Regions from separate parts of the Mus musculus genome. Here region 1 is linked to region 2. Evidence: chromatin contacts called from public promoter capture Hi-C data. All regions are on one chromosome and are shown on one strand. The core of a region is the stretch at or near the end of the contact, and the rest is flanking DNA. Distances in the headings are between cores, read along the strand shown.

Region 1 (5,341 bases), core at 1,452-3,951, 180 kb after region 2:
TGAAAGTGGATAAGCAAGGAGACTAGGGGAAAACTAAGTCCTATTGTTCTGCTAAAGGAACACATGCTATTAGGAAATGACTCCTAATGAGTCCGTGCCTTGTTCAGCCGTTGTCAGAGAAGCTTTTTGCAGTAGATGGGAACTAACACCAAGACCCACAACTGGACACTGTACAATGAGTGAGAGACCAAGCTCTCGGTCATAAATGGGGTGTCTTCAATTAAGGCCCACCCCTCCTCCCCAGGACTCAGAGATATATGCTGAAGAGGAAGCAGAATGACTGTACAACCAGAAGTGATGGCTGCTGCAAAGAAGCAGGGACCTCCAGACAGAACAGTGGTGCACATATGAACCCACAGGGACCATATACATCCCATATAGCATGTCCAGGGCCTACACAGATAAATGGGGGCCCATCACTGAGATGGGAAGTGGACACGGGTTCCCAACCCTACCAAGAAGCTATCTGCAAGTAATATCTCCTGGGAAATGAAAACTTAACTTCCTCCTAATAATTCTCTCTGGATAAATTAACTATACTTCAGGGTAGGTCCCCATGTCCTGGTAGGCCCAATGTTTGTATTTGGCCAACAAATACAAACTCAGTGGTATTTTTGTGGAATTTTCATCTCATTTTGCTTTGTTTGGGCATTTTTTTAAAAATCTCATTTGTCTTTTGCTTATATATTTTGAGTTTTGTTTTTGTGGTGGTTTGGTTTTTCTTTTGTGTGCGTTCCTTCTTTCTTTAAAGAGAAAGAAAGGGCATGACATTGTGTGGGGAAGTGGGAAGGTGAGGAGGGTCTAGGAGGTGTTAGGGAGGGGAAAATCTGATCAAAATATAGCATATACATTTTTTATTAAAAAATAATTGGGGGGCTAGAAAGATGGCTCAGCGGTTAAGAGCACTGGCTGTTCCTCCAAAAGTCATGACTTCAATTCCCAGCAACCACATGGTGGCTTACAACTATCTGTAATTGGATCTATTGTCCTCTTCTGGTGTGTCTGAAGACAGTGACAGTGTACTCATATATACATAAAATAAATAAATAAATCTTTAAAAAATAATTGAGAAAAATCCTTACTTATATACTTACTTATTTTAATTTTATGGTGTGGTTTGTGCATGTGTGTGTGTGTGTGTATGTGTGTGTGCATGTGTGTGTGTGTGTGTATGTGTGTGTGTGTGTGTGTGTGCATGTGTGTGTGAGTGTGTGTGTGTGTATGTGTGTGTGTGTGCATGTGTGTGTGTGTGTGTGTGCATGTGTGTGTGTGTGTGTGTGTGTGTGCATGTGTGTGTGTGTGTAGCCTTTTTCCTCAGTGCTAGAACCACTAGCGTGAGTCAGCCTGCTTGGCCTTTGACATGAATCCTCATTTATGGCACACACTGGACTGACTGCATTATCCCTCTGGCCTTTACACTTATACTTGTTGAGCTTTTCTCTATTTTTTAGTTTCCTGATTTAAAAAATATGCACGTATTATAAACAACTGAAACATAATGAAAGAAGAGAAAAAAGGTCTTTTGTTATTCATACCCTGCCTTCCCCTGCTGAAGATGTTCACTGGGAACAGTTTGGACTTGATCCCCCTTCTAAGATTATGTTCGTTTTTAAAGTAGAAATGTTACAATGCAAGTAAAATGATATTTATAAACTTAACATTTGGTCTTAGAACAAAATAATATAAAAGCCAGGCATAGTGGCACACATCTTTAATACGAGCACTCAGGAGGCAGAGGCAGGCAGATCGCTGAGTTTGAGGTCAGCCTGGTCTATATAGAGAGTTCCAAAATACTCAGGCTACACAAAGAAACCCTGTCTCAAATATATATATCATATATATACACACACACACATATGTATATATACACATATATAACTACCTATATACATATGTTTATATACCATATATAAAAATGTATATATAGTAAGCATTCTAGTATGTCTTTAAACACAATTTCTGATAGGTGACAAATTATTATATATGGATTGTTTATAAAATACTAAACATGTCCATTATTTTATTTTACCTATATTTGTATCACATAAAGTGGTTTATGTGGCTTTTATTTAACAAAAAGACTATCTTTTCTAACAGTGTATCTGTATAATTCTTAAGCTGTTTTTCATTATCTGAGTAAGGTCTTCCACTGAGTCCCAGACTATAGTAAGGATACAGGAAAAGTTTTTTGGTCATGTTCTTTCAGGGTGCCTGAGACTACTCTAAAAAAAGTGATTCGGGCTGGAGAGATGGCTCAGTGGTTAAGAGCACTGACTGCTCTTCCAAAGGTGCTGAGTTCAATTCCCAGCAACCACATGGTGGCTCACAACCATCTGTAATGGGATCTGATGTCCTCTTCTGGTGTGTCTGAAGACAGGGACAGGACAGTGTACTCACATACATAAAATAAATAAATCTTTAAAAAATAAAAGTTGATTCTACTGCTGAAAGATTTAATGCTGCCACTTAAATACCTGCAATATTGTATTTAAAGTATTGTTTTAAAATAATGTTGTATTTAAAGTATAAAGTAGAGTAATATACAGAGTATAGTGGTCTGTTCCTCGCCCACAGGTGACAGACTCCAGCCTGCAGGAGACTGCAGGCTGCAGGCAGAATGCTGGCCCAGAAGGACCACATTTACCCTGGCCAGGGACACGTATGGTAATGTTTAACTCAGGCAAAGAGATTAGCAGCTAGCAATCAGACAGCCCTAACACCGTGGTGTTATACACGTGTGGTAAATATGCCTTCTCCAGATACCTTACTGGTGTCACGTAGTTCCTAACTGTGGCTGGCAGTGGGCACCAGAGGTCTTGTCTCTGGAGATGTAACCACTTTACATTTTTTGTACCTTTCTTACCTAAATGACAAGCACTTTCCAAACTATAGTTCGAGGAGTTGGCAAGGTGTTTTGCCATTATGCTTTTTTGGACTTAAAACCACATCAGCCACTTTTATGCTCAGTTTCTTACATGCTTGTCTTTATTGATGCCTTTACATATTTGCTTCTTTTAGCAATTATATAACTTGCTAGTGTATTTTGGGTGACTATATATTCACGTATATGTACACACACACACACACACACTGTCTTGAGTAATCTGATTCCATGTCATTTTTAGTACATAATCTTGCCTAAGGCTCTTATGTATAGAAGTGATTTTGGAGAGAGAGCAGGTAACTGACAATAGAGAGATTTATTTCACTTTAACAATTTGTTCTCAACATGAAATGTGCTTTCCACCCACGCTATGTAAACCAGGTATGTAGGGTTTGTTTCATTTATTGAGGACTGGGTAAACTGCACAACATAAAATGGTCCTTCATAGACTTTTAACTTTCATTGTTGTTGTTGTCTGGTCTTAAATGTGGTAAAAAGAAGATAAATGAGAACAACAAAGACAAAATTCAATTCAAATTACTTGTTATATGGATATGTGCATAGACTTGAAAGACATACACCAAAGTTTTTTTGGTTTTTGGGTTTTTTTTTGGTTTGTTTGTCTGTTTTGTTTTTCGAGACAGGGTTTCTCTGTATAGCCCTGGCTGTCCTGGAACTCACTCTGTAGACCAGGCTGACCTCAAACTCAGAAATCCACCTGCCTCTGCCTCCCGAGTGCTGGGATTAAACCACCTGACTTTTTTTTCTTTAAAGTATTAATTTTGTAATCATAAAGTATGTTATAGAAGGAATAGTTATGTAAGAGAAGGTTTGAGTAATTTTTGCTTTTAGAAATTTTATAGAGCTAAAGCTTAACCTCGGGGCCTAATGAGTCGGCGATCCACACTGCAGCCTATATTGAATTTTTGTTTTTGAGTCAGGGTCTCACAATATAGCTCTGGCTGTCCTGATGCTCGATATACACATTAAGCTGTTCTTGAACTCAAACCTCTGCCTTCCATGTGTAGGCTTAAAGGCTTGTGACACAGACTTTCTTCATAGTAGACTGTTCTTACTCATTACACATTGATTGCGTTTCCTTTCCCCTCTGGCTGAGTGAAGCCAACTGACGCAGTTGGGTGTGGTGCCAGAGAGGCAAAGGGGAGTGGCTGCCCAGCACAGCTGCCTGCACAACTTTGAAATCATACCGCCATAATTCTCTGTGTGTCATTGGTTTTCTACCTTTGTGGGCTGTGAATAGATAACTCCTGCACATACGTTTTAAGAAAAAGAATGTTTTCCATCACTTGATTTGCTACTCTCCATGCCAGAGAATCACTGCACTAGCATTATGGTGAGTCAGCTATGAGTTTTGAAGATGACTTATCATATTTTAGCTCTTTATTAATTCTTATATCCAAGCACACCAAGCCCCAGAGTTTGGCTGCAGAACACTCTCTCACAAGGCTCCTTTGTAACATAGCATTGCCTGTCCTATTGATGCTTTGTAATTTTGACAAACTATCCAAGTACTTTGGTACATTTCCTCCAGCGTGGGTGTACTGGCTAGTTTTGTGTCAACTTGACACAGCTGGAGTTATCACAGAGAAAGGAGCTTCAGTTGAGGAAATGCTTCCATGAGATCCAGCTGTAAGGCATTTTCTCAATTAGTGATCAAGGGGGAAAGGCCCCTTGTGGGTGGGACCATCCCTGGGCTGGTAGTCTTGGTTCTATAAGAGAGCAGGCTGAGCAAGCCAGGGGAGGCAAGCTAGTAAGGAACATCCCTCCATGGCCTCTGCATCAGCTCCTGCTTCCTGACCTGCTTGAGTTCCAGTCCTGACTTCCTTTGGTGATGAACAACAGTATGGAAGTGTAAGCCAAATAAACCCTTTCCTCCCCAATTTGCTTCTTGGTCATGATGTTTGTGCAGGAATAGAAACCCTGACTAAGACAGTAGGGTAGACTTAAGAATATTAAAGTGATAACAATACAAATATTTCTACATGTTTTTCAAAGATGCAGCATAAATCTTGGACTTAGATTTATGTAGTGACACTCAATAAATTATGAAATACACTGAACAATTTAAAAAAAAAAAACCAAGGCTGTTCTTATTTGTTAGGATTTGATAAAACAATTCACCAGGCCCCTCTTATGTGCTCCTAGGCAAGTGACAGATGAGCAAGCTTTAATCAGTTGTAGCTGCAGAACAAGTGCTAAGAAGGCTAAGGCCCTGCCAAGGATTTTCACCAAGCTAAGTTTAGCAAATTTATGGCTAACCAGTTTTGTAGGTAGTTCTTACACGCGTTCTCGTGACCGGCCAGGAAGAACGCAACAAACCGGAATCTTCTGCGGCAAAAGCTTTATTGCTTACATCTTCAGGAGCCAGAGAGCAAGAGCACAAGAGCTCTATTGCTTACATCTTTAGGAGCCAGAGAGCAAGAGCGCAAGAGTGCA
Region 2 (5,352 bases), core at 1,273-3,772:
AGGCGTGCGCCACCACGCCCCGGCGGGGGTTTATCCTTTAGGACCTAATCCTCTGTCAGGCTATGCTTCTCAACTGAGCTCTGTTAAGTCACACTGGTCAATCAATCCTAGGTTGCCCACATTTAATTAAGTTCGTTTGATCTTTACAGCATGCCATGATGCACTGTCATATCTGTTTTGAGGTTGAAAAAGCACTACCATCACCCTCTTCTTACTCCTGAAACAGCGGTGGAATGGTTTGCCCAAAGTCCAAAGGGGGAAGATATGCATTAACCCTGGGCCCGACTCCAAAGTTTGTTTTTATAATCTCTACGCTAAAGATAGAACAGATAGGCAAAATATTTGCCTTGTGTGCATGAACAGAGCCATTCTTTCAAAGAAAACATTAACATCTACATTTCAACAAAAAAGCTTCACCTATTTTAAAATTTGATTTTACAGAAAGCCTTTTAAAAAGACATAAGTATTTAACCAAACACTCAACAACTTTTATAGTTTAACCCTAAACATACTGGACAATGGGAATAAGATCTGTATCACCATAGGAGTTAATTAAAGGGATGCTACTCAAAGCACACCCTTACATGCATCTGGAGACGCATCTCAGCGGTGTAGCAGACGCCTAGTGTATATACAGCATCCAGGATTTGATCCCTAGAATTAAGTAGAAAAGTTAATTTTAAGGGTGAGGAAGATGGCTCAGTCAGTAGAGTGCTTGCTGCACTGATGTGAGGACCTGAGTTTGGGTGCCATGTACAAAGCCAGCTATGATGGTGCCTAATCACAGCGCTGGGAAGGCAGACAGGGGAGGACCCTGGAGCTCACAGGACAGCCAAGATGCCAACAGCCAGGTCTAAGATCAGCAAGAGACTCCATCTCAGAAAATAAGCCGGACAACGTCTGGGGAAGAAAACTACTTCTGATCTCCACCCTGTATGCATGCTTACATGTGTGTGCATGTACACACACACACACACACACACACACACACACACACACACTCACTCACAAGCCCATACCTAACTTCCTCTTAATCAAATGAAGATCATCCTCATTTCTTGTCCATAAATGTTGGTGGGCTCTCGATCTCTCTTCCCCCCTCCCCCGCCCCACGTTCTTTATAGTGGTAAGACAAATTTATCCTGGAAACACTAAAATGGTTTCCATCTGTTTTTTTTTTTTTCCCTAACGTCAAAATGTGGTGATAGTTAGGTATTTATCTTTTAATCGAGAATGATGTCATTCCCTTAGTGTTTATTGACATAAAATTTCCTTTTGTCCAAGAGCATTTCTTCAGTATTATGAATATGGCTTTAATTAGCAGATACACTGATCACTTGTTTTTTTGTCACAGAGAAGATGTGTGCTTTATTGTGTGTATTGCTTTGTAAGCAGATCATAGTGGAACATATAAATGACTGCTGCAATATGTTGGGCTCTATGAACTGTATTTTCTTGTCCATTTCCCAAAGCCATGGAGAATCGCTGTTAAGAAAGTCCTGTGAGAATAATAGGTTTCACAGTATAAAAGAATTTGGGTTCACAACCTATTTTAAGGACAAGGCCATATTGCAGCATGGATAGTACAAATAACTTTTCTTACATTTATTCATGAGGCTAAATCTTCTGAGTATCGTTCTAAAATATAAAGAGTTCTTTGAATTTACGGAACTCACTCATTCATCTCAGTTCCTCTATTTGTTCATAGATTTGTGGCAAATTTTCTGGAACCATATGATTCAAAGGGTAGATTAATGTAAAATATGAAGCATGCCATGCAGACAGAAATCCTTTAAACAGTTGTGTGGGTCTACTTTCACGTGGTATCAGATAAAACCTAAACTACAGTGGTGGTGTGGCTCTCTAGTTCAAAATTTTAACTCTACTCCACAACCATTGAATCGTGTAATTCTTAGTTCCCCATTCACAGAACGGGTTTTTAAAAACGCAGCTTCTGTAGTTAAATGGACAAGCACCAGCAGTAGAGTGTGTTGGGTAGTTTAAAAATAACAAACAAAAATAATCCATAGATCTAAAATGATCAAGAGAAACGCATATTATCTGTACATAGCATCTATCTGCCAATTTGTGAGAGCCCTCGCTCATCCATAAACACTGGTCAAAAAAAAAAAAAAAAATCAATCTGCTGACGTGGGAAAAAGTGTAGAAAACTGCCCAGAAAAAGCTAAAGGAAGCACAGTGGGCTCTCCAGATCGTCCGAATACTTATTTGGCTTCTGCAGCGTCCAGCTTGCAGGAAGCCGCAGCCCCCAGCCCTCTGCCACCGCCCGGGTCCGCTCTGCCGCCCGGGCTCCCGAGTGGGCCAAGGTCACCCTCGCCGCGGACCTCGCGCATCCCGTCAGCTGAGCGCAGGAGTCCGGCGGCGTCTCCTCCTGAACTTTGCACCCCGCGTGACGGGCGAGCGCGGGTAGCCGAGCGGTCCCGCCATCCGCGCGGGTCCCGGCCGACCCCGCCGTCCCCTCGCGCCGCCCGCCCGCCCGCCCGCCGCCCGGCGCTTCGCGGGAGGAGCCGCCGTGACGCGTCAGGGAGGAAACGCCGGCGCCCGGCCGCGCCGCCGGGAAGAAGAAACTGCCAGCGCTCTGGGCTCCGCGCCCGGGCGCCCGGACGCCGCACAGCCGGGTAGGTGCGGGGCGGGTGCGCCGGTCTGCGTGCCGGGGTCCCGGCCGGGCTCTCTCGGGCGCCGGGGTCCCGCCGCGGCCCGGCGCGGTCTTTGTGTGCTCCGGGAGAGCTCAGCGCCGTGGCGTGGGGCTCCCTCGCGCGGGGGAGCGCGGGCGGCTCGCCCGGCCCCCCGAGCGGGGCAGCGGGTGGCGAGGACCCGGGAGCCCACCTGACGCGGGATGGGGTTCTGCGCGGACCCGCCGGGGCGACGGTGTGAAGTGGTCGGCAGGGCTAGATCGCGTCGCCACTCTTTTTCAAGTTCTCAGACTCGAACCCTTCGGTCTGTTTTCGCTCGGTCGATTCTCACGGTTCAAGCACCGACGAATGCCGCCTTAAAGCGCGCTGAGGTTTTCGGTTCTAGGGCGCGCTTAGGGATGGTTCTTTGGACCGGTAGAAAAGAGAAGGGATTCGCCTCTTGAAACAAAGGTCTTTGACTTAATGTTGCACCGAATGCCTGGTTGAACTGCAGTTCTGCAGGCAGAGACTATGCTGGATGCACTTAGGATTCGAGAATAAACACAGAAGAAGAAAGAGAGAGAGAGAGAGGGGGAGAGAGAGAGAGAGAGAGAGAGAGAAAGAGAGAGGAAAACAAAACAACAAAACCCCAAAAACGCCTCTTGGGTAGAGTCTTGCCCTTCTCACTAGATTGTTTACCTAACAGGCCTGGAAAGTGCCTGCTTTATTTAGCAAACACAGCTCATACTATGAACTGCTCTGTTTCCTAAGTGCTTTATAAATATTACCTCAAATTCTTAACTCAAAATGATAAGTTATTTGTGGTTGTAGCCACGAAGAGGCCATGCATACTCTAGTTCCCCAATGTTATAGAAAGAGCTGGAAACATTAGAGGAAGTTTCAGACATATTTTAGGAATGGGTGTGCCTTCTGCCCCCTTAGGCTACCACTCCCTTAAGGCAAGTTCTTACCCTTCATTCCCCGTAGGATTCAGGCGTGGAGAGATGGGACCTGTTGCTGGCAGGTCTCAGGCCAGATCCCATGTAACTTCAGAAAGGTGGACTCTCTGATTCCAAGTCTGACAACTCAGACATCAGAAGTTCCCTTTCTTTACACTGCCACTGGACTGAACCTAGTTTTGTTTTTATAGGGAGCTTTGTTTTCAATATGTTTGACAATTTATATGACGTGGCTCAGATGGGAGCATCAGATTAAACTTGAACTGTGAAACAGAACCCTTTTTGTTTGTAGACATTACCATTAACAGTTTGGTAATTTTTTTTTTTGCGGTTGGTTGTTGCTGGCACTGAATTGGTTGATGAATCCTGTAAGGTGTCCATTTTGTGTCTTGCGGCTTATATATAGAGAGAGGATTTTCCCCCAAAATAAAATGATCTTTTTAAATGAGTGTTTTGGGCCTGGTGCCTAGATGGTAAAGACTGAGAATGGTCAATAAATAATAACAACTGTGGTGATTATAAATGTAATATCAAGATTTTTTTTTATCATACTCACTGCCTCTGTTGGTTCTTTTCCTTCTCATAAATTTCCATTTCCTGGGAGGTAACTAAATGAGTTGGTAAGCCTGATTAATAGGACTGTACGAAGCAAAGGGGCTCTCCCGCCCCAGTACAGCTTCTGTAGATACCGCAGACATGAGTGCTACTCGTGAATTAAATTCAACCTAACATCTAATAATTGTCTTCAGAGAGACCGTGTGAGGTCAGTACATCTCAAAACGCTCTCCCTTTTGTACAAGTAAAGACACCACGGTATCAAACTGTTGGCTTTGCTGTTTGCCTGTTTGCCAAGCTAATGGAGGGTGAGCCCAGGTGGAGAAGGCGCATAAATGGGCGGAGCCTGGCACGTGCAGGCCTGTAATAAATATTTGTGGAATGAATGGCTTCAGAAAGCTTGCTCTTTCAAAACATACATCCCAAAATACCATCGTAATTGATTTGTGCTGAAGAGAGGCCTAACCCAGTGCTTCTCTTATTTCAAACAGTACCTGATGCAGTATTCTCCTTATAAAAAGGACAAAGATACCCTATGGACTAAGGATTTATCATCTCTAGTTTTTGAAAAATAACTTAGTGGTTGTTTTTTCTTTCTTTTTTTCTTGTCAAACACCCTGCCTATTTTTTATTTTATTTTATTTTTGGTCTGGTTTTAAGGGGTGTTAAGTGGGACAAATGCTGTTTGTTCTTGTGCTGAAAGCTTTCTTACATATGTCTCTAAGCACTTGGGTTTATGAGGGAGTTCAAATACAATGATCAAAGGGATTTCTCAGTGTTCTTCTGAAGTGTCTGACATGGCGGTGTGTTTTCTGAAGCTAATTACTTAAGTTTATACTTCTAAAAAAGCAAAAAAAAGTATCTTCATTTATTTATATCCTTTAAGTGTGGGCCTCTGCATCCTAAACTATGTGGCCCCAGATATATTACCTTTAAATAGGGAGGACAGTATGGCCACTACCTGGGAGAGGACTTGAGAAGGGCCACTGGGTGAAAGACAGCATGGCAGTTCCCCCAGGGACTTTAGGTAGCTAGAACATCGTAATGAAGCCCATCTGAGTCAGCTGCCTGTCAGCCCTCTGCGTGGAGGTGGAATAAGTGCTTTTCAAACCTGCCTTGTAGAAACTACCATTACCCTTTCAATCTTCACGTGTTCTTTCTTTTAAAACTTAATGTAAATTATGGACTAAACTGCTGATTCATGA

Evidence for each region. Promoter capture Hi-C pulls out the DNA fragments that hold promoters and counts their contacts.
Region 1: a contact with region 2 is called in a promoter capture Hi-C map of second pharyngeal arch cranial neural crest. The contact joins the enhancer-like site here to the promoter of Sgk3 in region 2. A contact is called at or near these places in 18 of 39 promoter capture datasets (the 3T3-L1 cell line, 3T3-L1-derived adipocytes, the C10 cell line and 13 more), 5 of 484 Hi-C or Micro-C datasets (the AML12 cell line, bone marrow-derived macrophages, colorectal tumor organoids and 2 more), 12 of 115 datasets of contacts at active chromatin or transcription factors (acute myeloid leukemia, bone marrow-derived macrophages, cardiomyocytes and 6 more) and 4 of 9 other capture datasets (adipose tissue, embryonic stem cells, liver and 1 more).

Annotation. Positions count from the first base shown.
Region 1 is chr1:9,979,175-9,984,515 of GRCm38.p6, forward strand. The region is part of intron 6 of Ppp1r42 (protein phosphatase 1, regulatory subunit 42); the gene reads right to left. Among named protein-coding and RNA genes, the nearest start is that of Tcf24, 14 kb to the left of the region's middle. Within about 2 kb of position 2,702, at least 12 of the 459 cell types and tissues checked have an H3K27ac peak or open chromatin away from gene starts, as enhancers often do. A contact at or near this core is called in liver and second pharyngeal arch cranial neural crest, where this site is marked.
Region 2 is chr1:9,795,608-9,800,959 of GRCm38.p6, forward strand. Sgk3 (serum/glucocorticoid regulated kinase 3) reads left to right here and starts at 2,523. Exons shown (of 18, transcript NM_133220.2): 1 at 2,523-2,639.